Regions from separate parts of the Mus musculus genome. Here regions 2, 3, 4, 5 and 6 are each linked to region 1. A link is a contact called in public Hi-C, HiChIP or PLAC-seq and promoter capture Hi-C data. All regions are on one chromosome and are shown on one strand. The core of a region is the stretch at or near the end of the contact, and the rest is flanking DNA. Distances in the headings are between cores, read along the strand shown.

The links. Promoter capture Hi-C pulls out the DNA fragments that hold promoters and counts their contacts. Hi-C and Micro-C count contacts between places; a contact is called where the count stands out from the background. HiChIP or PLAC-seq counts read pairs in DNA pulled down with a chosen protein or histone mark.
Region 2: a Hi-C map of B cells shows a contact between it and region 1, with 5 read pairs. The contact joins the promoter of Rabep1 here to the promoter of Slc25a35 in region 1. A contact is called at or near these places in 1 of 39 promoter capture datasets (liver) and 1 of 484 Hi-C or Micro-C datasets (B cells).
Region 3: a contact with region 1 is called in a Hi-C map of B cells, with 5 read pairs. The contact joins the promoter of Inca1 here to the promoter of Slc25a35 in region 1. A contact is called at or near these places in 1 of 484 Hi-C or Micro-C datasets (B cells) and 1 of 9 other capture datasets (liver).
Region 4: a contact with region 1 is called in a promoter capture Hi-C map of neutrophils, with 4 times the contacts expected there. The contact joins the promoter of Pelp1 here to the promoter of Slc25a35 in region 1. A contact is called at or near these places in 3 of 39 promoter capture datasets (liver and neutrophils).
Region 5: a promoter capture Hi-C map of liver shows a contact between it and region 1, with 2.5 times the contacts expected there. The contact joins the promoter of Alox12e here to the promoter of Slc25a35 in region 1. A contact is called at or near these places in 3 of 39 promoter capture datasets (liver and neutrophils).
Region 6: an H3K4me3 HiChIP or PLAC-seq map of pro-B cells shows a contact between it and region 1, with 8 times the contacts expected there. The contact joins the promoter of Stx8 here to the promoter of Slc25a35 in region 1. A contact is called at or near these places in 3 of 39 promoter capture datasets (the 3T3-L1 cell line, cranial neural crest and hippocampal neurons) and 1 of 115 datasets of contacts at active chromatin or transcription factors (pro-B cells).

Annotation. Positions count from the first base shown.
Region 1 is chr11:68,966,474-68,970,150 of GRCm38.p6, reverse strand. Slc25a35 (solute carrier family 25, member 35) reads right to left here and starts at 2,020. Exons shown (of 5, transcript NM_028048.2): 1 at 1,114-2,020. The coding sequence starts at 1,488.
Region 2 is chr11:70,843,188-70,846,864 of GRCm38.p6, reverse strand. Rabep1 (rabaptin, RAB GTPase binding effector protein 1) reads right to left here and starts at 2,104. Exons shown (of 18, transcript NM_019400.3): 1 at 1,857-2,104. The coding sequence starts at 1,890.
Region 3 is chr11:70,698,448-70,702,124 of GRCm38.p6, reverse strand. Inca1 (inhibitor of CDK, cyclin A1 interacting protein 1) reads left to right here and starts at 1,970. Exons shown (of 7, transcript NM_001252484.1): 1 at 1,970-2,067. Kif1c (kinesin family member 1C) reads right to left here and starts at 1,577. Exons shown (of 23, transcript NM_153103.2): 1 at 1,416-1,577.
Region 4 is chr11:70,408,411-70,412,087 of GRCm38.p6, reverse strand. It overlaps Pelp1 (proline, glutamic acid and leucine rich protein 1), which reads left to right and starts at 2,057. Exons shown (of 17, transcript NM_029231.4): 1 at 2,057-2,324. The coding sequence starts at 2,076.
Region 5 is chr11:70,320,763-70,324,439 of GRCm38.p6, reverse strand. It overlaps Alox12e (arachidonate lipoxygenase, epidermal), which reads left to right and starts at 1,910. Exons shown (of 14, transcript NM_145684.2): 1 at 1,910-2,118; 2 at 2,554-2,755; 3 at 2,927-3,008; 4 at 3,090-3,212; 5 at 3,301-3,404; 6 at 3,550-3,677. The coding sequence starts at 1,984.
Region 6 is chr11:67,964,845-67,968,521 of GRCm38.p6, reverse strand. Stx8 (syntaxin 8) reads right to left here and starts at 2,064. Exons shown (of 8, transcript NM_018768.3): 1 at 2,005-2,064. The coding sequence starts at 2,021. It overlaps Cfap52 (cilia and flagella associated protein 52), which reads left to right and starts at 2,880. Exons shown (of 14, transcript NM_027963.2): 1 at 2,880-3,000. The coding sequence starts at 2,931.

The DNA.
Region 1 (3,677 bases), core at 771-3,270:
CTGGATCCAGGCTTCCAGCCCTTCACCATCTGATAACTCACAGGAGCAAGTTGTGAGAGTGTGTACAATTCTGTGATGCCCGGGACTTTCCTGACCTACACTTCGTGACGCCTGTTTCTCAGATTCCTCATCCTTCTACACAAAGTCAGCCCCAGGAATAAGACAGTAAAAGCTGCACTGGGCATGGTGGCACATATTGGTAATCAGAGCATCTGGGTGGCACAGGCAAGGAGGAGCAAGAGCTTCACGCCAGCTTGGGTTCCTAGTGAGTTTCCCATTAGCCTGGGTCATATAGCCAGGCTCTGCCTGTATCAAGGGAAAAGAGGGAAAGAGAGAGGGGAGAGAAAGGAGAGAGAGGAGAGAGAGGAAAGAGAGGAGAGAGAGGAGAGGGGGAGAGGGGAGAGAGAGAGAGGAGAGAGAGAGAGAGGAGAGGAGAGGAGAGGAGAGGAGAGGAGAGGAGAGGAGAGGAGAGGAGAGGAGAGGAGAGGAGAGGAGAAGAGAAGAGAAGAGAAGAGAAGAGAAGAGAAGAGAAGAGAAGAGAAGAGAAGAGAAGAGAGGAATATTGTCAGATGCCCACCATCTGCCGGGATCTATATGAACCCTTCATATGTACATCTCATGTGTCTCCTTCAGTCCTCTCAGCAACTTCACAAGAGTCTATAATTATTCCTGTCTTATCAACATGGCAACAATGAGTGCTAGGAAGTGTGATTCAAAGTTCAGTTGAATGCATACCGCTAGGATGCATACCTGTTAACTGAAGCACTGAGAAGACTCAGGGTGGACTGTAGTTAGAAGCCAGGCTGGGCTACAAGAGCAAGTGTTGATACTACAATATAGGGAGACCCTGCCTCAACAAACAAATGACACCCCAACTCAAAGGAGTTCTCCTTACGCTAAGTCTGTAATCTTCATCAACACATTGCAGAGTCTGTTGGGTGTCTGTGTATAAGGCAGATCAGAAGGCCTTGAAGCTTGCCAGCATTTTCCTGTGCCATTTTCTGCTTATGGGGCACAGCACCCTGTCACCAATGCCTTTGTAAAGGGCAGGCTCCCACCCTCTGCCAAAAGTCTTTTCTGAAAGCCCCAGACCAGACAGACCCCTCTTCTTACCATGTAGATTGGGCTTCCCAGATATGCTCCCATGACCCCAGCAAGGGCCCCAGCTGCGGCGCTGCGGACAGGACTGTGGGTGCCTTCATTAGTGTGCAGGTAACCCCGAGACTCTGCCAGCCCGTAGGTGCCCAGTCGGATGCCATTCATCAAGAACTGGTACAAGAGCGCAGGGCCCAGGCCCTTCTGCAGGGCAGCTAGGCCATCCACCTTGCCAATGGTGAAGAAGGCGTGGAAGACGTTTCGGTAGTGGCGCTGGTAGGTGCCTGGGGCCTGCAGTTCTCCCTGCAATTGCATTCTGGTCTTCACAACCTCCAAGGGATTGGTGAACACACAGGCTCCACAGGCTGCTACACCACTCATTAAGAAGTCCATGGTAAAGGTAGAAACAGCTTCAGAAAGCAGGGATGGATATGAACAACACCTGGCTCTTTGAAGCCCAGGCTGCAACAGGTAGAAATTTAAGAGAGCTAAATTGTCTGGGTCAAATGTCAAGAAGTCAAGTGAGGTTAGAGGGAGTTTGGGGATCAGAAGGTAGCAAAAGGAAAGAAAGAGGAGTGTAGTAGGGTATGGCAACAAGGCCCTGTTGACAAGGGAACTGAGATCAGGGAGGAGCAGAAGTTAGAAGCTGGCAGGTGGGAATGCCTAGGATGGGGGTACCAGAGCGTATCTTAGGAAAACGGAGTTACGAAATGGTAGCTGGAGAAGCAGGAAAAAGAAAAGCAACAACAGAAAAAGAATCAGAGGGAAAAGCCGAAGGTGGCTCGACAACAGCGAGAGGAGGGTTGTGAAAGAAGTTAGGATTCCGGCTAAGAATAAGCGTGGCAAAGTAGCTGCGGGAGCTAGAGCACCTTTACCCGAGGTAGTCTGCAGAGGCCGGGCGGCCACTCTCGGGTCCTTGGAACGCAGCGCCAATGGGGACTCTCCAAGAGCTGCAGCCGAGCGCCTCAGCCAATCAGCGAAGAGCCGGCTCAGCAGCCAATGGGAGGCGCTGCCATCGGCCGGGCCCTCGGCCTCAACTAAAACGGGTTGGGTTAACTCTCCTCGCCCCGGCTCCCAGGCCTGGCATTGGGAGGGTGCCGGAGGCGGGGAGATGTTTTTGGTTTTTGTTTTTGTTAATCACTGTCCAGGAACTGGGGTGGGCCGGGATGCAGAGGCTGAGCGCGGAGGGTTGGGCAGCGACTCCTGTGGGTGGCGGGCTCTCTGCGATCGTCCTCAATCCCAGGTCATCTCTGTTTGGGGTTTGCCTGACCGCAGACACGCCCAGCGCTGTTCGGATGCCAGGATAGTCCGGAAACTGCAGTCCCGCCCGCCGGGGCGATGGTACACACCTGCTGGACAGCACCCATCCCCTAAGGCCGAGTAAACTGTAGGGTCTAGTACCAGGGTGTGGCCAGCTGCGGGCGCCCAGGGAGGGAGGCCTGAAGGCCAGCCAGGGGAAAAAAAAAAAAAAAAACAAAACCTTGATCTTATTAAGCTCTTGATCGTCACAATGACCTAGAGGAGGCCGGGCAGGTCAAGACAAGGATTTCCATCTCCTCCTCAGCGAGGCTTAGGTTACAGAAACAGACTTGTTTCTTGTCCTTGCTTCATTCGTATGAATAATTATGAAAGAGCCCGGGGGGGGGGGAGGCTGGAAAAGAGCTTAAAGAGAAAGCTTGGAGAAAGAAGGTAGGAGTTTAGGTGGCGTCATTTGGGCGGCAGGAAGAAGCAGAGGGCTCACCTGAGTCAACTACCCTGCTTAGCGCTGAATTCCGGTTTATATTTTCCTTCCTACTATATAGATGACCGTGGGCAAGTTTCTTATCTTCTCAGGAACCCCTTGTAAAATGAGATAATATCTGTGGGACATACTCCAAAGGAGAGGTTGCCCTTGTGTTACACGCTCAGTAATTTACTGGGAAGTCTGGAGTTGACAGAACTCTTCCCACTTCCCCGAGGTCCCCGCAGCTTTCTTTGGTGACGTTCAGGTCAGGTTGAGCATCTTCTGATGGCTTTTCAAGTTGTCCCTATTCAGCCTCATTCTACTTTGTTCCTCAAACATACCTATTTTTAGGAATACCTCAAAAACATTCCTATTGTTCTTAGCTAGTGGTTAATTTCCCTACTTCACGATACTGGAAACTCTAGAAGCTTGGGGGTGGGAGAGAGGCAGATCTGAGTCTTAGGTTGTTTGCCAGACAACTTTGCTGTGTGTAGCCTTTAGGAGCCTCAAACTCAAAATCCTCCTGCCTCAGCATGTGGAGTGCTGAAGATTTCCAGCCTGCTGCCCTACTGGGTGACACCACACTTGGCTTCACACCCTGAGCTTAAAGCCTAGGGTTCTCAAAAGTATGGTGGCTATAGCAGCAGTAGTGCCTGAGAACTTAGAAATACATCCAGTCTCACTGGAAACTCCCTGAACCAGAAGAACTCTGCAGGTGGACCCCCACATTCTTTCACTAAGTCCCCCTGGGTGCTTAACATTCAGCATTACTGGGTGACACTTTCTGTCTTTAATACCAGATGCCCAAGAGATTGACAGATTTTAAGGTTTTTTTTGTTTGTTTATTTGTTTGTTTTGG
Region 2 (3,677 bases), core at 855-3,354, 1.9 Mb before region 1:
TAAGCAGACATTGGCACAAAGAACTCAAACATACCAAATTCTCTCCCCTTTCATGAACTGATAGATACCTTTGTCCATTTACATTAACGTATACTTAAAAATTTTACTTAATCTCATTCCATAGTCTTAAATTTTGAAAAATAGGAAGTAAACCTGCACTGAGAATAGCAAGAACATGAGATTCCTCAAAGCTAATGTTTTCCTCGCTTCTGCGAAGTGCTTAGTCACTTCTGCCTATTTGCAGGGAAGACCATTTCATATATTGAAAGAGGCAGGAAATTAAGAGTCCAGACTCATGTCACCTGAGTTGTCCATGGAAAGCAAAGGAAGGCAGCAGCCAGTTAAGCATACCTACCAGAAGTCAGAGCTTTCTCTGTATTCTGCCTCTGTCTGCAGTAACAAGGAGGGTTTGTAAAGTTTTCCTCCCTGACACCAAATACAAAAGGTGAGAGTTAAAAGAAGGTCCAAAAAACATCCCTGTTTCCTGACAGCCCACCAGAAACACCTCCCTTCTCTTTATTGGAATAGAAACATCGAGCAAGTTAAAGTCTAGGCTGGACATTACCCCTTAGGCAACTAACAAAACCCAAAACTAGAGGCTAACAATCTTTAGAGAACACTTCCCAGAGAGCAGCAAGAGTCTCAAAATCTGATAACATTGTTTCCAGTTCCCCTACCGCAAGAACAAACAGAGGTTTTCACAAAAGATCATTTCAAGAGACTACTCTTGGAAAAGGCCAAGAACCTCCTGAGCCAACCACCACATCCCAACATTCTACTTACAGGTAAAGATGCTAAGCACAAAAGCCAATTAGAAAAGTACACCTGAAAGAACTTTCCCAACTAGATACAGTAAGATCTTGCCAAGGACGGAGCACATTCTTTCCAAACATAACTCCCGGTTGACGACAACAACACCTGAAACAATGTGGTCAAAACTCTGGGGCAGAGCTCAGTCGGTTTAAAGGTCATAAAGGGTTCTAATAACCATCATGGCTTATTTAGAACAAGGCCCTTTTTTTCTTCCAATATGAGCATTATTAAGACAGTCTGTCCTGCACGTCTAAGTCTTGGCTACTCAGGAAACTGAGGCAGGATAGCTCAGGAGTTTCAGGTCATCATGGTCCACAAAGTGAGACCCCATCGCTTGAACGGTAGAGACGGAATGGAGAAGACGATTGACTCCTCGATTTCGGCCCACTCGAGCACCTTTTCATCCCTAACACTCTCGAAATAATACTAAACTATCCTTTTACAGATGAACGTTGCCATCTTTATCGCCTGGCCCAAGACTTGCCCATCTTTCTCGATAAAGAGACATGAATCAAGCGCTCTTCGTTCGTCAGAAACTGAGGCCCTAAGAGACTAAGATATGAGCCCGGCCTTACCATGAAGCAACACAACCACTCAAAAGAATGCTACCCAATGCTTAGGATCACAGTTACTTTTACAAGTCCGGTGCAAAGAGCGCTGGAGCGTGGCCTGAGGAGGCGGGAGCGGAGGTGGGGCGAGAGGGCACACGGCCACTACCAAGGCGAGGGCTCGCGTTTTCTTTAAGGAATATAGCACATGCTCTCCATTTCCATCCTCCCCACCCGAGGAACCCACGTGCTGATCCCACCGCACCTTCCTCTCCGCCGGCTCCCTCCCTGCAGCCTCCCCACGCCCTTCCCCGCGGCCGCCCGCGCGCGCCTCCCTCTCCCTCCCCAGCCCGGCTGCCCCAGCACGCGTCGCCCGCGCGCCCCCGCCTCCAGTCCGTGGGTCACCCCCGGGCCCGCGCGCGTGCCCTTCCTGCCCCCAAGGGCCCCCACGACGCTGCGCCGGGCAGGCCGCGCCCGCCATGGTGGGCGCCTCACCGTCAGGCTGGGGAGCCGGGCCCGGCTGCGCCATGGCCAGTGGGCGGCCTCGGAGAACGGGGATGGGCGGGGAAGCGGCGTCCCGGGATGCCGCGGGCTCAGCTGGCGGAGGAGGCGTCGACCGAGCCGCGGCCACCGCCGCCCAGGGAGGAACCGCTAAGGCTGGAGCCGCCGGCGCCGCCACAGCCTCGGGCAGAGACGGACCGGAGCGCCGACCTCCGCCTCCTCATCCTGACAGCGGGAAATAAGCAGTGCGCAGGCGCGGGGGGATGGGACGGCACGTGACGCTGGCCTAAGGGAGGGGCGGGGCCTCAGGAGGGAGGGAGACCAGGGAGGAGGGGTCCGGGGCCTGGGAGCCAGAGGGAGGCTGATGAGAGAGCTATGGGTGTTGGAGACTGGCGGCTGCAAAGACGAAGACTGTGCAAGCTCTTGGCTCCCAGGACACAGACAAAAATATCAAGCTGAGTGAGGAGACCCTGGGTGCACGCGAACCCAGCCGCTACTTTGCCTAGTTGTGTGTCCTTGAGAAAGTCCCTTAACCTCATAACCTTGAAAAGTAGAGCGGCTAAGAAAAGTTTAAATGAGGATATAAAGTAGGAAGAATTGTTATGGCCAGAACTTGGTCTGGTCCCCAGATGTGCAAGCCAATGCACTTTTTCCATTAAGCGACTATGTTTGACTTTAACGTGATCAGCCCAGAGAAGCTGTTGGAGATACAGCCAGACGCAGTGCTTGCATTCTTGACAGGAGAAAGTGCCACCCTTCTGCCTGGGCAAGAGAGCCATACGGAGACTCCAGACTTTCCTTTCCAGCCTCATTCAGACCTTGCTGCCTTCCTAGGGCAAGGGGTCTACACAGTCTGGCACTTCAGGACCAAGTCCACCTGCCTTCCTATGAGCCCAGAATTCCCTCCCTGGGTAGCTGAAGCTGTAGTCTCTCATTTTTCTATAAGACAGGGTGTAAACGTTTCTCAACGTGCCAGAGGGCAGCTGCATTTGGAGGAGGTGGCACAGCACTTACACATTTGAGCTGCTCTGTGTGTTCACAGATCCTTCGTGGTGCAAGACAGGTGAGGAAAGAAGGAAGACAAGCAACAGACCAGGAGCCCAGCCAGGGCTTACGCTCCTCTCACCAGCTTATTCAAGTGCACATACCCCCAAAGGCCAGGGATCTATGCTAGTCTTTTTTTCTCCCTCCTGCAGTCCTGGGGATTTAACCTTAAGCATAGTAGGCAAGCACTCCACTACTCAGCTATAGCAATAGTTCTTGTTCTGTTTTTTTAATTTTGAAACACCCTCTCCCTAAATGGCCCAGGTTAGCCTTGAGTCTGCAATCCTGCTTCATCCTCCTGAGAAGCTGAGATTTCAGGGTTGGACCACTACTAGGTCCTACTTTTTCTTTTTCTTTCTTTCTTTCTTTCTTTCTTTCTTTCTTTTTCTTCTTCATTTATTCTGATTCTAAAAGTTCTAAGCTCAAGTCTGCTCCAGAGTCACTGCAGATGCCTACATTCAAACCATAATAGTCATTAATGGTTTGACTTTAGTCAAAGTAGAAGACTAGGCTCTAGTAAGGTTCACAGTTCTTTGGAATGGTTTATAATTTTAAATAGGTAGTCATCTGTTTGTACTTTTGCCTGAGGTCCCACTAAGATGAAGGGGGGTTATATTTAGACTTTTAAGCAATTAACATCTCCTGGTATGCCTTTGACAGAACAAATGAAGCCTGTTTCCACCCTCCCCCTGGTTTCTAACCTTCCTGAGTGAGCAAATCCTCGCTCAGCAGGGAGACCTTTGGCCCCAGTAGGGCCACTCAGTAATCATC
Region 3 (3,677 bases), core at 721-3,220, 1.7 Mb before region 1:
GAGGGACAGAAAGTTACAGACACCAAGAAAGTGAGAGGAATCAGACAAGAGACAAGATTGAGGTCAGGCTATAAAAATAAAGAATGACAGAAGAAAAGGAAAGAGAGACTCAGAGATATTGAGAAGACAGAGAGTGAGGGCTCTGGGGCCAAAGCACAAACTGGAAACCCAGAAGACAGACAGGTAAGAGGAGACAAAAAAACCCAGTCATAAAACTGGAATCTGTAATTCTTCTCCAGGGTCGGCAATTCTCACATAGAGCTGACAACCCCCACACGAGGCAGGGCCACTACTGATTGGCAAAGTCCAAGGGCTAGTGGAACAGCCTGTAACAAGGACTCACAGGGCCTGCTGGTGATCCCCAAACCCCTTGCCCAGCCCCCAGTACTTCCTCCTCAGGATCCAGGACAATGGGCAGGGGAGGGTGGGGTCATCCTGTATGCATAATATCAACACCCCCCCCAGGACTCCTCGCAGGGAGACCCAGAATACCTGTATCTTCAGGGGGGGGGCTACACCCAAGGAGGGGGGCTTCATGAAAGGAAAGCCAAGGGAAAAGGAAACAGGTTGGTCCTAACCCAACCTGGGGCTAGTGCTATGGCGTCCACTAGCCTGGGGAAAGTGCCAGGCTGCAGCCTAGGAATGTGGGTGATCCGGGTGCCCACACCCTAGGAGGAGAGTCTAAGCAGCCCACGCCCACGGATAGCAGGGTGAAGACTTCAAAAAGAAAAAGAAAAAAAGAAAGAGATCAACGATGCTGCACTCCCACCTGTAGCCCCCAAAGACCGCCAATTTCTGTCATGCTATTTGGGCCTCACCTCCCCAGCCTTCCTAGGCAGAGCAGGGGAGGAGTGAAGGGGCTGGTTTATCCCACCACAGGAAGGGAGTAGCCGAAATCACAGAGACTGGCTCAGGAAGACTAGTCCTGACCCCCAAAACCCTAACTAGGGGAGGGAAGGGCACCAGGGTGGACAGGCAATATGACTCGTCCGAAGCTAAGAAAACAAGGAATTGGGTGGCAAGAATAGGGTACAGCGGGGTAAAGATATAGGGAGTAGGTGCAGGGTCTGCAGGTCCTGCTTTAAAGGCGCACTGGGGAGGAGGCTAGGTGGGGCAGACCGACTCCAAAGGGGGTCTCGGGTCACCTGCACCTTGCCCACTGGCAGGTCTCCAACAAGCCCCCGCCTGTCCTCTCTGGGCGGCCATGAGTTCCTGGTCCTCCAGTCCAGCCAACCGACGGCTGCCCGGGGCCTGGCACCTCTCTGCGCCTCCGCGGGATAAATAGCACATGATCCGAGCTCTCGCGCCTAGCCCGCTTGGCCGGGTCGTGCAATCGGGACCTCGGAACTCCGGCTCCCCGCCCCACAGCGCATTCCTCCGCGGGCGTCCCCTCCCTGCCCCCCACCGGCTCTCACCTCGTCGCGGCAGGACTCCCCGGCGGAGAGCAAAGGGACAAACTTTCTGGGATGCCTAAGACCGGCGAGGGAGAGACCGGGGGCCAGTTCGGGGCTGCCCCCGCCCCTCGCCGGGTCCCCGGGCGGCGGGCGGCGGATCGCGCCCCGGGGGCGGCAGCAGAAGCGGCGCCAGCGGCCGGCGCCCGCCCGGGCAGCGCGAGCTGGGGCGGGAGCGAGGGGCGGGGGACGGACGGACGGGCGCGCGCGCGGACGGGCGAGCGGGCACGCGCTGTCCCGGGAAGGAGCCACCCGGGTCACTCTAGTTAAAGGGGCAGTGCACTCTGACAGTAGGGCTCGCCGGGCAGAGACAGGGAAACTGAGTTGCGGACACTAAGGGAAAGCAAATCACCAGAACGTGGGAAAACTAGCGCTCCTGAGGAGTCGGGAAAGGCGAGGTCGGACGCAGGAGGGGACTTAGGCCGGAGCCGCGCACGTCGTCGCCGTCAGAGGCGCGCCTAGGGGGCGGGGCTTAATGGCAGACCACGCCCAGGAGGCGGTCCCCCTCAGGCCCGGCCTTCAGGCGAGCCAGGCAAGTGGGGCGACCGGGCTCACTACGGAGCTGCTCCTTCCTGCCCGACCTGAGGTTCCAGAACTCGCTTCGCAGTTGCCTCAGGTGATGGGGCCAAATGCAGAGACGTCGCCGACATAGCCGCACGGACGCTCTCTTCTCAGATAGCCTTCTGGTTTGACTCCCGGACCGCCGCCTCAGCCCGTCAGCCCCAGTCAGCCCCAGTCAGCCCCTCAGGCTCAGGTGGCCTCTTAGGCCGCTGTTGCCTTCTCAGGGCCGGTGAAGGAGACCCCTGCCTGTCCAGCCTGGTTTGCCCATGTCCCTAAGCTCACCACCCCAGTTTTGCCTTCCTGCCTATTACCAAAGATTTGGCTATAGACCCCAGTCTTCCTGCCAGAGGTCGCCTTGGCCCCTTTAGACCTAGTTCTCCACCCCCCCACCCCCCACCCCCCCCCCCAGTAAGGCTACCCCAACACCAGGCTCCTCAGCCAGGGCGACACCTTTCAGATGCCCATCCACCCTCTTAGTTGTATCTTGCTGCCAAGGTCTTGACTATCCCCTGGTCAACTATCCATTCCGTCTGGCTGCCTTAAACCCCTTAGATCTAGGTCACCCACTCAGGCACAGCCATCCAAATTCCTCATTGCTCCTTTAGTTCTAGACCCCCTACGAATTCAGGATATCCATTTTTTAGATCTCACACTAAACAGCCCAACTCTCGACCATCTGCCACTTCAAGATACTCCTTTTGCTTTTAATCTTCCTCAACATTTCTCAGCTCAGTTTAGCTGCCCTTGATTTTGTTTTGTGATGGACTGGGTCTCTCTTTGTAACCCCTACCCCCAGGCTAGCCTTAAACACTCAACCCTGTGTTAGCTGCCTGAATGCTGGGGTCACAGGATTGCAAAACTATGCCTGGCTCACTCTTTGGATAACCTTTGCTTGTAACATTTTCTGATTTTGTCCTTTATGCCAGCCAACATGCACTCCTAACTTACCAGGCAGTTTATTGTTTAGGGTCCCAGGGCCTTGGGCATGTCGGCAAGCTCTCTGCCACTTAACTGCAGTCATATTGCTTCCCCAGCTTTTTTTTTTGTTGTTTCATTTTGGACAGAAATCTTGTTTTAAACCAGTCTGGAGTCAAAACTCAAAGATTAAGTCTCCTGAGCCTTTGGGATTACAAGTCTGTATATCACTCCTGGCTTTTACCTAGTATTTGTTCATTTATTTAATTTTATTTTTCTGGACTTCTCTAGAATTCTTTAAAAATAATTAAGTATTTTTGTGTTTCATGTGTGCATATGTGTAGAGATCAGATCCAGAGATTGAATTTAAGTCATCAGGATGGGGCAACAAGCAATTTTATCCATTTGTCCATCTAGTATATACTTTTTAAGATTTTATTTTTAAGCTGGGCAGTGGTGGCATATGCCTTTAATCTCAGCACTTGGGAGGTAGAGGCAGGCAGATCTCTGTGAGTTTGAGGACAGCCTGATCTCAGAGCCAGTTCCAGGTCAGACAGGGATACACAGAGAAATGCTGTCTCAAAAAGAGAAAAAAAAATAGTCTTAATTAATTACATATGTGCTCATATTTGTGCATGTGGGTGTATGCCGGTATGGGTGCCTGTGGAGGTCAGAAGAGGGTATCAAATCCTCTAGAGGGGAGTTAGGAGTTACACGTGTAAGCCATCTGACATGGATGCTGGGAACCTA
Region 4 (3,677 bases), core at 808-3,307, 1.4 Mb before region 1:
AGAAGACAGGATGAGCTTAGTTTGACCTTGTAATAAGATGGCTTTCAATCTTAAGATGGAGTCAGGCTGGTTCATCATTTGCTGCAAGCTTGAGGTCAGCCTGGCCTACATAGAGAGACCTTGTCTCAAAGTACCTCCAAAATAAAATCTCCTTTCTCCATGCCTCTGTCTCTGTCTCTCTCTGTCTGTCTCTGTCTCTGTCTCTGTCTCTCTCTCTCTCTCACACACACACACACACACACACACACACACAATTGAAATGGAAGAAAAAGTCAAAAATAAGGACCAGGATTTAGCTCACTTGGTCAAATGCCTACGGAGCATGCATAAGGCCCTGGGTTCCAGCCCTAGCACAGAGGGAACTGGGTGTGGTGGCACAGGCCTGGGATCCCAGTGCTTGGGAGGGAGAGCTAGGAGAGTCAGAAATTTGATGCCATCCTTAATTTTTATTTATTTATTTATTTATTTATTTGTTTATTTATTATATGTAAGTACACTGTAGCTATCTTCAGACACTCTAGAAGAGGGAGTCAGATCTCATTACAGATGGTTGTGAGCCACCATATGGTTGCTGGGACTTGAACTCAGGACCTTTGGAAGTGCAGTCAGTGCTCTTAACCACTGAGCCATATCCCCAGACCCCATCCTTAATTTCATAGGAAGTTACCTTCAAGGGGAGGTTACCTTGACTTTAAAAGTGTGTGTATGTGTATGTGTGTGTGTGTGTGTGTGTGTGTGTGTGTGTGTGATAGAGATTGGAAGAAAAACTTTTCTAAGAATGGCAACAAGCCTGTCGGCAAAATTGGAAGTCTGTGCAAAGGCCTTGGAATTGATGTTGCTGGAGGATAGAAAGAAGGCTAGTTTAGTCCAAGACTAGGAGAAGAAACAAAACAAAACAAAACCTCAAACATCTCTCCACCCCTAAAACAAAACAACAAAAGACCAGAGGAAGAAAGAAGTGCTTGTACAGCCTGAGGTCAGGTGGTATAGATTCTAGTCTGTGTAGGGAAATATTCTTATCTTTTTTTGTTTGTTTTTTTGAGACAGGGTTTCTCTGTGTAGCCCTGGCTGTCCTGGAGCTCACTTTGTAGACCAGGCTGGCCTTGAACTCAGAAATCTGCCTGCGTCTGCCTCCCAATATGCTGGGATTAAAGGCGTGTGCCACCACCACCCAGTTAATATTCTTATCTCTAGAAGCTACAGAAGGACTCTAAACTGGGAAGGACAAGCTTTCTTGGCTCCAATCTGTAATGTCAGCATTTGAACTTGTGAGCCTGAGGCAGGAATATTGCCACATCATGTCTGAGGCCAGCCTGTTAAAAAGCAAAAACAACAAAACAAAGAACTGGCTTATATCAGAAAAGCCCAATTCGGCTTTTGTGTGGTGTACAGACTGCAGAGGGAGGAAATAAGGCAATGCTGAGGCCTTTGAAAGTGATAGGTTAGCCGGGCGTGGTGGCGCACGCCTTTAATCCCAGCACTAGGGAGGCAGAGGCAGGTGGATTTCTGAGTTGGAGGTCAGCCTGGTCTACAAAGTGATTTCCAGAACAGCCAGGGCCCTGTCTCAAAAAACAAAACAACTGTGTATAGTAATGTAAATACACAAATGACTGTGGGTGTGTCTTGGGGACAGAGTGACACCTCTGCTACTTTGTGGCATGTGCACTGTTTGAGCTTGTTTTTCCATTGTTGGAAAAGCAGTTTAGAACGTTCCAGATTTCAGACTTGGGGTTGGCTCCTTAGATAGGATTACTAAGCCCAGGGAGAAGGTGACCAGAAGCCACGCTGGACTGAGATCTTTCAGACTCCCGCGCCTTTCCTGCAGACCACGTGTCCGGCCTGCGCAGCAACGCCTCCGCCCCGCCCTACAGCGCTCAGCCCGGGTTAGCAGTTTGCAAGCCGCCCCAACGCTGGCGCTCGCCCACATTGCGCATGCCCCCTCCTGCCGCAGGGCGCCAGCCCTCATTCATCCAGCCCAGCAGGCCGCAGCCCCCTCCTCAAGACCCCTCCCCGAGCGGCGTGCGTCGCACTTATGTTTGCGTCATCACGCCACGCCATTGCTCGAGCCTGTGAAGATGGCGGCGGCCGTTCTTAGTGGGGCCTCTGCGGGCTCCCCAGCTGGGGCTCCTGGCGGGCCCGGGGGTCTCTCTGCGGTGGGATCCGGCCCGCGTCTGCGTCTGCTGCTGTTAGAGAGCATTTCCGGGTTGTTACAGCCGCGAACGGCGTCCCCCGTGGCCCCTGTGCATCCCCCAATCCAGTGGGCCCCGCATTTGCCCGGGCTCATGTGCTTATTGAGGCTGCATGGGACGGCAGGTGGGGCGCAGGTAAGTCTGTGGCTCCCGCGGTCACCGTGGAAAGGCTGGTGAGGCGGCTGGGCACCGTGGTCCCGCCTTCCTGAAGCTGACACTGGAGCTGTGAGCTCGAGGAGAGCCGAGAGTGGAGAATAGAGCCACTTAACCATTGAGGACGCGATCCACAGACTTCATTACCTGCGCGTTCCCCAGAGCAGTATTAGGCCCCTTTTCTGTTAGGTCATTGATAAGCACAAAGCAATGAAGGGGCTCGGTTCCATCCCAGGTCCCCTGACTAGTTCAGTCCTCAGCGAAACTTCTTTTGGCGGCGTTTTCCCAGGGTAATTGAACACAAACATTTACTAGCTCTCAGCCAAGGGCCTACCCCTTCCTACTCGGCGCTCCAATTCCAGTCATAGTGGCGATGAGCAAAATGCCATAACACGAAACTAAATCTGGTATGAGTTTCCTAAACCGGTGTAGAGAGAGTATTTAGAGATTTCTCCAAAAGACCTGGAGTTTAAGATGAACAGGGGTTAGGTAGTGAAAGAAAATTAGAAGGGGTAGTTGAAACGTTAGAGGAACACTCGTGTAGGACGGGTTGGAAAATGAGGGCAATGTTTGGGTTCGGGGTTTAGGTGGTTAAAGAGAGTGGGTAGAGTTGAGGCTGGTGAGGTAGGCGGTAGACAATATGTTGTCTACCTGGTTAGGAGCCTGTGCACAAAATATTCACATGCGTTCAGTTCCTACAAGCTAGAAACCCAAGTGCCATCCTCGATATGTGGTTTCTTACACACTTCCATAAGCAGTCTGTGAAGTTCTGCCTTTTTTTTTTTTTTTTTTTTTTTCTTATGGAGGCAAAGTCTCACTATGTGGCTCTGGCTGGTCTGGAACTATGTAGACCAGGCTGGCCTAGAACTCCCCGAGATCCAGCTGCCTGTGGCTGGGCATCCGCCATCTTGTTCAGCTGTATGTGTGTTTATGTTAGTGGTTATGGGCCAAGGGTAGCAACGGTGCACACATCAAAGTCATAGGAACGTTTAGGTCCTAAGGTTCCTGTGTCAAGACAAGGTCTCTTGCCAGTGGTGGACTGTCTAGCCCGAGTGTTTATGTTGATGCTCTTTGGTTTTACCTTGTGTTTCTCAGTAGGGGACGCTGCGATTATAGATGCTTATACTACTATGGCTGGCTTTCGGATGGGCTCTGGAAGGCAGGATTGGGTGGCTTATATTCATTGTACTCCTCAGACAGTTGGGAATACTACAGTTAAATCTGCCCTCCTAATGGTCTTTTGTTTGTTTTGTGTGTTTTAGAAATCTCTCTGATTTTTTTTCAGTGACCTGAGTTTTTGTTGTGATGCACTTTTACTTCAGTAAGCCCTGCACA
Region 5 (3,677 bases), core at 661-3,160, 1.4 Mb before region 1:
TCTCAAGGAAATAAGGTAGGGATCAATAGAGAAAGATACTCCCAAAAGTTCTTCTCTGGTCTACACACACACACACACACACACACACACACACACACCCCATGAGAAAGAACACAGGACTCTGGAGCCTGTCATGGAAAAACTGCAATTCCGGGCAGCCTGGGCTAAATGGAGTATAATGAGAACATGTATCAATGGGGGGATACGTGAACTATGATTATTGTAAAATTGTGCAACCCATAAACAAATATTAGCACTGGGATGGTAGCATAGCTATATTTTTAAAATTAGAATCAAATAGAATATTCTCTGACTATATAAGCAAGATGCATTTAAAAAGCCCTGCCATGATACTGATGCGAAGTAGCCAAGATAACTGTTTAAAAAATAAAAAGCCAGGCATGGTGGCACAAGCCTTTAATTCCAGCACCCAGGGGCAGAGGCAGAGGCAGAGGCAGAGGCAGAGGCAGAGGCAGAGGCAGAGGCAGAGGCAGAGGCAGAGGCAGAGGCAGAGGCAGAGGCAGAGGCAGAGGCAGAGGCAGAGGCAGAGGCAGAGGCAGATGGATCTCTCTGAGTTCAAGACCAGCCTGGTCTACAGAGTGAGTTCCAGGACAACCAGGGCTGTCTCAGCTCTCCTGGGAAGGGCGAGTGCAGGACCACAACTGGGCTCACAGAGACCTGGGGACCTGGGACTCTGCAGGGGTCCTGGAGTGAAAGGAACACAAGAAAGGGGTTGGGCCTGTCTCCAAAAACAAACAACAAGAAAGGCTGAGGGAAAACTGGTAAAGAACTAGACAAGTTGCATTTAGTGTTTGTTCTGCAAGATCCTTCAAGCACCCGCTCCACTATAAACTAATGGCAAGTCCGTGTCCTCCCCCCCCCCCCCCCCCCGTTTGTCTGAGAAAGTACATCTATACTTTTAGATTCAGGTCTCAGTCGCATGTTTTTTTGTTTTGTTTTGTTTTGTTTTGTTGTTTTTGTTTTTGTTTTTGTTTTTTTCGAGACAGGGTTTCTCTGTGAAGCCCTGGCTATCCTGGCACTCACTTTGTAGACCAGGCTGGCCTCGAACTCAGAAATCCGCCTGCCTCTGCCTCCCGAGTGCTGGGATTAAAGGCGTGCACCACGCCCGGCTCTCAGCCGCATGTTTTGACGGACTCTTCGACCACGAGGCAAGGGATCAGTTAGTTAAGTAGTTAGCTCTTAAGCAAAATCCATTGTGGATTCAGGGACTTTTGTCCACAGGAGCACAGGAGCACCTGGACAGAGGCAGGAGTGTCACAGGACAGAGAGGTATACCCCTGTACTCGCTCTGAGGAGGAAGGGGGGCCGAACTCTGGGAGATGTGGTGGGAAGACTTAGTCCTGAAGAGAGTCCTCTCTCCTGTTCCTTTCCCTGTCCCCTTCCCTGCAGTTTGTCCACAGTATGGGTGCTCAGCCTAAAGCTTTGTCTTCAAAGATCAGGTTTCAGGGAGGTCCAATGGAAACTTCCAGACTATAGGGAAATTCCAAACTCCCTCCTCGGGCTCTCCAGTTTGAACAATGAACACCTCTACTGCACCTGTCCTCAACAAAAACAACAACAAAACTCTTTGGTCCTTGCCAAGATGCTAAGCTCACTTCCACGGAAAAGCGCGCCCCACCCAAAGCCTTTCTACTGCTGTCATCACTGCCTGCTGCGCTTTTTTTTTCCACTAAAATTGGGTGGGCGTGAGACTTAGCTAGCTGATGTGCTTAGCTCAGGGCTGGGCATGAAGCCCTTGCCAAGAAAACAAGGTAGGGATGCATTTTTGGAAACTGCTGGCAAACCATCTAGAGACAGTGAAGGTGAGAATCAGATACCTGCTCCTTAGTTGGGGAGGGACCTGAGTGGGCGGGGGCAATTCAAATACACCAAACTCTGGTCTAGGTGTGACTCTCTGGAGGCAGCCTCTCAGATCCTCTTAAGAGCAGTTTCCCCCCAGGTCCCTCTAGAGGATCAGCCGAGATGGTCAAGTACAAGATCCTCGTAGCCACTGGAGACTCGGTTTTTGCGGGCTCCGCCAACCTGGTGCATCTGTGGCTGGTGGGCGAGCATGGAGAGGCGGACCTTGGGAAGCAGCTGCGGCCACTGCTGGGAAGGGTGAGTGCCGGCCACTACGTGGGGCTCTCGCGGAGAACCGGGGATCTGAGACTCTGCAGGGGTTCTGGGAACTGTGGGGAGGGGAGGAAGCCTGATCCCAGAGAACCACTGAGAAGGTGATCCGGGAGTGATAGCAGGCGCAGGTGGGCTGGCTGCGAGAAAAGGGGACAGAGAAAGGAATAGGAGAGAGGGGCTGGGCAGAAAGAGGGGGCGGGGATGAGACAACACTGGGGAGCGCTGCAGGTGCACAGAGGAGCCTGGAGCCCAGCAGAGCGCCCCGCTCCTTCCTCGACGCCACTCGGTTCAGGTCTCTTTCCTTGAGTGCTTCTTAGAAGGGCAATTGGAGCCAAAGCCAAGCTTCTCCGAGGGCTCACTGACACTGCTGCCCACACGGAGGACCCCAGACTTGCTTAGGAGCTGTGTCCTATCCCACAGAAGACAGAGCTGGAGGTCGACGTCCCCTTGCATCTAGGGCGCCTCCTGGCGGTGAAGCTGCGCAAACAGAAAGGCCTATTGGATTCTGACTGGTTCTGCAAGAGCATCACTGTGCAGGGCCCTGGGACCCAAGGAGAAGCCTTTTTCCCCTGCTACAGTTGGGTGCAGGGCAAGGAGACTATCTGCCTAACCGAGGGCACTGGTGAGGACTCTGGCGGTGCCGCTGAAGGATGCAGGAGGTCGTTGGGCTTGTTATGAAATAAATTACAGAAAAGATTAGAGATAGAGGGGAGCGGGGGAGACGAGAAAGGATGAGATGGAGGGCACAGAGCGGTGCCCTAAGAGGACACACTTTTGTGTCTGCTTCTTCCAGCCCTGAAGGTAACTGATGACACTCAGAACCTGTTTAGGAAGTATCGAGAGCAGGAGCTGGAGAACAGAAGGAATGTGTATCGGTGAGTTCAAGAAAACTGTCGATCGCCCTCTAGAGCCTCCAAACCCACTGTCTCACGTAAGGCTCCGTATCTGTTCCCCAGGTGGGGCTCCTGGAAGGAGGGATTAATCCTGCCTATAGCAGGGAGTACTGAACGGGACCTCCCCCGGAACCAGAGATTCATGAAGGATAAGGATTTAGATTTTTCCCTCTCTCTGGTCAAAGAGTGAGTACTTGGTTGAGTTTGCGCAGTTTCGCCTTAAGCTGTAAGGTGGGCTCTTTCTTGATCTTCTTGCACGGTGTTCTTTGCACAGGTTGAAGAACTTTGCTATTAAGGGGACTCTAGATTTTGTAAGTCGTGTACAAAAGCTGGAAGATTACCAGAAAGTATTCCCACATACAAAGACTGCTCTGCCTGGTCAGTGACCACAATTTCCTAAAGTCTCTTTAATCAGAATTCCAACCCAGCTATCCGAGAGAACTGGGGAGAGAGGGCAGGAGATGATGGGTTGGCTGGAGGGCACGTTTAGAGCTCACACTGTGTTCTCAACGGATGTCTTCAGAGCGGGTCCGTGGTTCCTGGAAGGAAGATGCTCTCTTTGGGTACCAGTTCCTCAACGGTGCAAACCCCATGCTCCTGAGGCGGTCCATGCGCCTTCCAGCCCGGCTGGTCCTGCCTCCAGGGATGGAA
Region 6 (3,677 bases), core at 815-3,314, 1.0 Mb after region 1:
TTGTGTTGTGAACTCCACAAGCACTTCAGAGGCTGTGGCAACCCCTAAGCCTAGATTCATGTATACAGCCATATGAATCATTCAGTATAATCTGGTATAGGTGTGCATGAAAAAGAGCAGGTGTTTAAAAAAAAAAACATCAGAATAATAAAAAAATAAGTCCTAGCCCCAGCTTCCCCACACTTTACTTACTGCCTCCATGCAATAAGTAAATAATCTATGAAGACAGGAGCTTCAGTCCAGCTCTGTGACGGCACATCAAACATGTAAAACCCCGTAACTAAATCCTGTTGCTTAGGAACGGGACCTAACTTAAGTGCCTCTAGAGCTGGGGAAAGGAGAGATGACTGATGAGAGAGGCACTCGTACGGGCTGGGCCACAAGAGGACAATTTGGGCCGACTCTAAACAAGACTAAAGCAGATTTCCCTATGGGAAGGAGGAGCCGAGTCTAAGCACTGTGGAAGGCACATGGCATAAGCAAAGATGAAAGAAGAAAGCATGCCTGGCACGTTCTGCCACGCGGTGGTCCTGGGAGGAAGGTATAGTGCAAGCAGGACAGATGAGCAGAAGTCAATTCTCTGCACAGCGTGGCACGGGGGTCTAATGAGATCAGACTTACGGGAGAATTTTACCCAAGACACTGAAGCATTTCAACTCTTTTACTGTTAGTCTTAACTGTTTGACTCAGCGGCTTTCTCGTTTGCCAGCTGAAAGCTTTCTGGTCTTGCTGGGGACCAAACCCAGGGTGTCTTGCGTGTGCTAAACAATCGTTCTACAACCGGGCTAAAATTTGAAATAAGTTATGTACACTCAGATGATGCACTGATACACATTAAAAATCATGTTTTTAAGACTACCTTTTAAGGACATGGAGAAATGCTCCCTCCCTGCTTTGTAAAATACAAGCAGGATATAGATCCAAACAATAAATGCATTGGAAAAAAAGGTGAGCACTGATTGCTTCCGAGGGATAGGGGTGCTTTTTACTCCCTTCAGATACTCAGCAGTCTCTCAATTTTCTACCAGGGGTGTATACAATAGTTAAAACTTTAGGACAAAATTCAGCACTTGGCTGGGCTTGGTAGCAGAGCCACCATTTTGGAGACTGAAGCAAAAGGGTCAGGGATTCAAGATCAACTTGGGCTCCCCGAGACACTGAAAAACAAACCAACAACAAACAATTCAGCAACTGGCCCAAATAGCCTAGATCCCAGATAACTCTAATTCTGACCTTGGGATCCACTCTCTTAATATTCAAATTTATCTGCCATCAAACAACTACAAATTGTACCGGAAACACCACCATAAGGCATATTCTCCAACACAAACTTTATAGGAATGCAGTGTTATAAATTATTCATCAGGAAGGTCAGGACTTTATAGCAATTTGTTCCTTGTACAAAGATGTTTTTCATCATTCTCTCCTTGGGGTCTCTTTGCTGAATAAATGGACCTTATCAGGCACTTCCTACTTCGTGCTGACATAAGTCTTCATGCTACTGATGCAGGAAAAGTGCAAAATTTCCCCTCCCAATGTCCTACAAGTTTTCTGTGAAAAGCCCATAGCACCCGTGCCCAACTAGCTACTAACTGGTGACCATGGAGTGTGAACTTCAGTTTATAACCTTTCTGGGGATTACTGGGTGAAGGGATACCCCACCAAAAGGTTATTTTGACCTCACTTTTACAGGAGCCTGGGGAAGTCTATGCATGCAGTCAGCCACAAGCATGATGGGCAAGAAGCCCCAGAAAAGGGGGGCAAATATTCGATTGCTCAAGTCCCAGCTCCCCCAGGTCATAGCCTACCCTAGGACCACAGAGTTAGCACCGAGTAGGCAGTACGTGGCTGAGTCCCCTCAACAGGGGGAGGATTCTCGCTGATCTTCATCCCTAAGGCCGCCAGCCTCAAGCTCAAAGATGGGCAGGGTCTCTGCCAGTCCCTGGAAGCCAGTTCCACCCCCAAGTTAATCCCCATACTCTGCTGCCATCACCGGCAACTCACCAGGGGTCCGGGGCCATGGTGCAGTCTCCGCCCGCAGCTGGGACACTTCCTGCTCGTAGCAGCTGACTACGGCGGCCCGTGCGGCTCATTCCCCGCAGTTCGGAGAGTGCGCGACCCGAGCCCAGAGTTTGCAAAGTGAAACCTGTTTTAATTGACCTCAGAACGACGTCCCCGCTACCCAGAGCGCACCCCTAAGGGAGTGGGTAGCAAGAATCTATTTTTGTTAATTCACATGAATTGCTGGACGCAAGAAAAATAGTTAAATTGTTGAGCAGAATCAAAACATTTTCCCAGGGAATGGAAACGCGTCAACCCCGGCTCTCTGTATTTTTCTTCTTAATTCAAAACAGCAAGACAAGCTGGGTGTGATAACTCAAGCCTGGAATTCCAGCACTTGGATGGCTGAGGCAGGAAATATACATACAGGCAACATATGTACCATACATGCATGAATACATACATACATACATACATACATAAAAATAGTTGCATACTGTACTAAAACGTTTTTAGTGATTTTTTTAAATTTTTCTTTTAAAAAGAAGTATCAATGCCATGTTTTTTATAGCAACCTATTCATCATAGGCAATTCTCTGTGCTCAATTATTCTGTGTTCAATTATTTTTAATAATCATCACGAGGGGCTTAATTGTATAGTTTTTAAAAAGTCACAGACCTGTACACGGGAGAGGAGGAAATTTACCTTGTGCACTTAGCGTCAACCTACCACCTACATTTCCAGAATGGATAAAATACATACTAAGGAAGTCCTCCCAACATTTGCAAGAGGGGAAATCAACTCAAACACAGTGGGCTGGGTTTCTGCTCCTGCATGAACCTAGCACGCATGCGTGCGCCAGTTACCATGACGACCAGGAGACGCTGCACCCTGGAGTTGAAGAATCAATGAGCTGAAACTCTCCAGGATGGAAGAACAAGTTTTACCCGAGCTGGATGTAGCAGAACTGGAGCTTCAGGCTGTGATCGGCTTCAATGGTGAGACCTTGAGCAACCATGATTTGATGCCTCAGGGACAGTGAGACGCTGACCTGGTAGCGCCTGAGAGGCAGTGGGAATAGCGGCAAGAGTGTGGCCAGGCACCACCCGCCCCAGGATGGTGGCAGATCTGGGCCTCATTCCTGAGCCTCAGGAACTGGCATGGGTGTAAGAGCTCAGATAAAGCTCCTCCAGAGACCAAATGAGCCTAACTCGGTAGGAGTATGAATAAGGGTCTTTCCCAAAGTAAGAACTCAAAGGTTTAAGACCAGGATAGAAGGGAAGTAGGACATTAAGGGAGAAACCTTTTTAATTCTGGAGGGGCCTTCTTGTGGTGCTCACACTTTATTTGTGACTGTCGTGGTAAATATTGAGAGAGAAATGCTGTGATTGGGGGTCGTGTTTGGCGTGTAGCGAAAAGGCAAGGAGTTAAATTTTAGGGGGAAAATTGATTTTTTAAAACGAATGTAGTGCCTGAAAGCTTTACCGTTGAAAGGATGCGGTGCGGAACGATTACAGAGTAAATAAAGGTTTAAGCGCTCCTGGCATTAACTCTTGAGTCTTCGTTGCTCTGTGCTGCTTTAATTGAAAGCCAGCGTTTTCTGTATCTGAGCCAACACTGTCTGTAGAGATGGACAAATATTACCGATAAGAAGTGATCCCTGGAGAACTGCAAA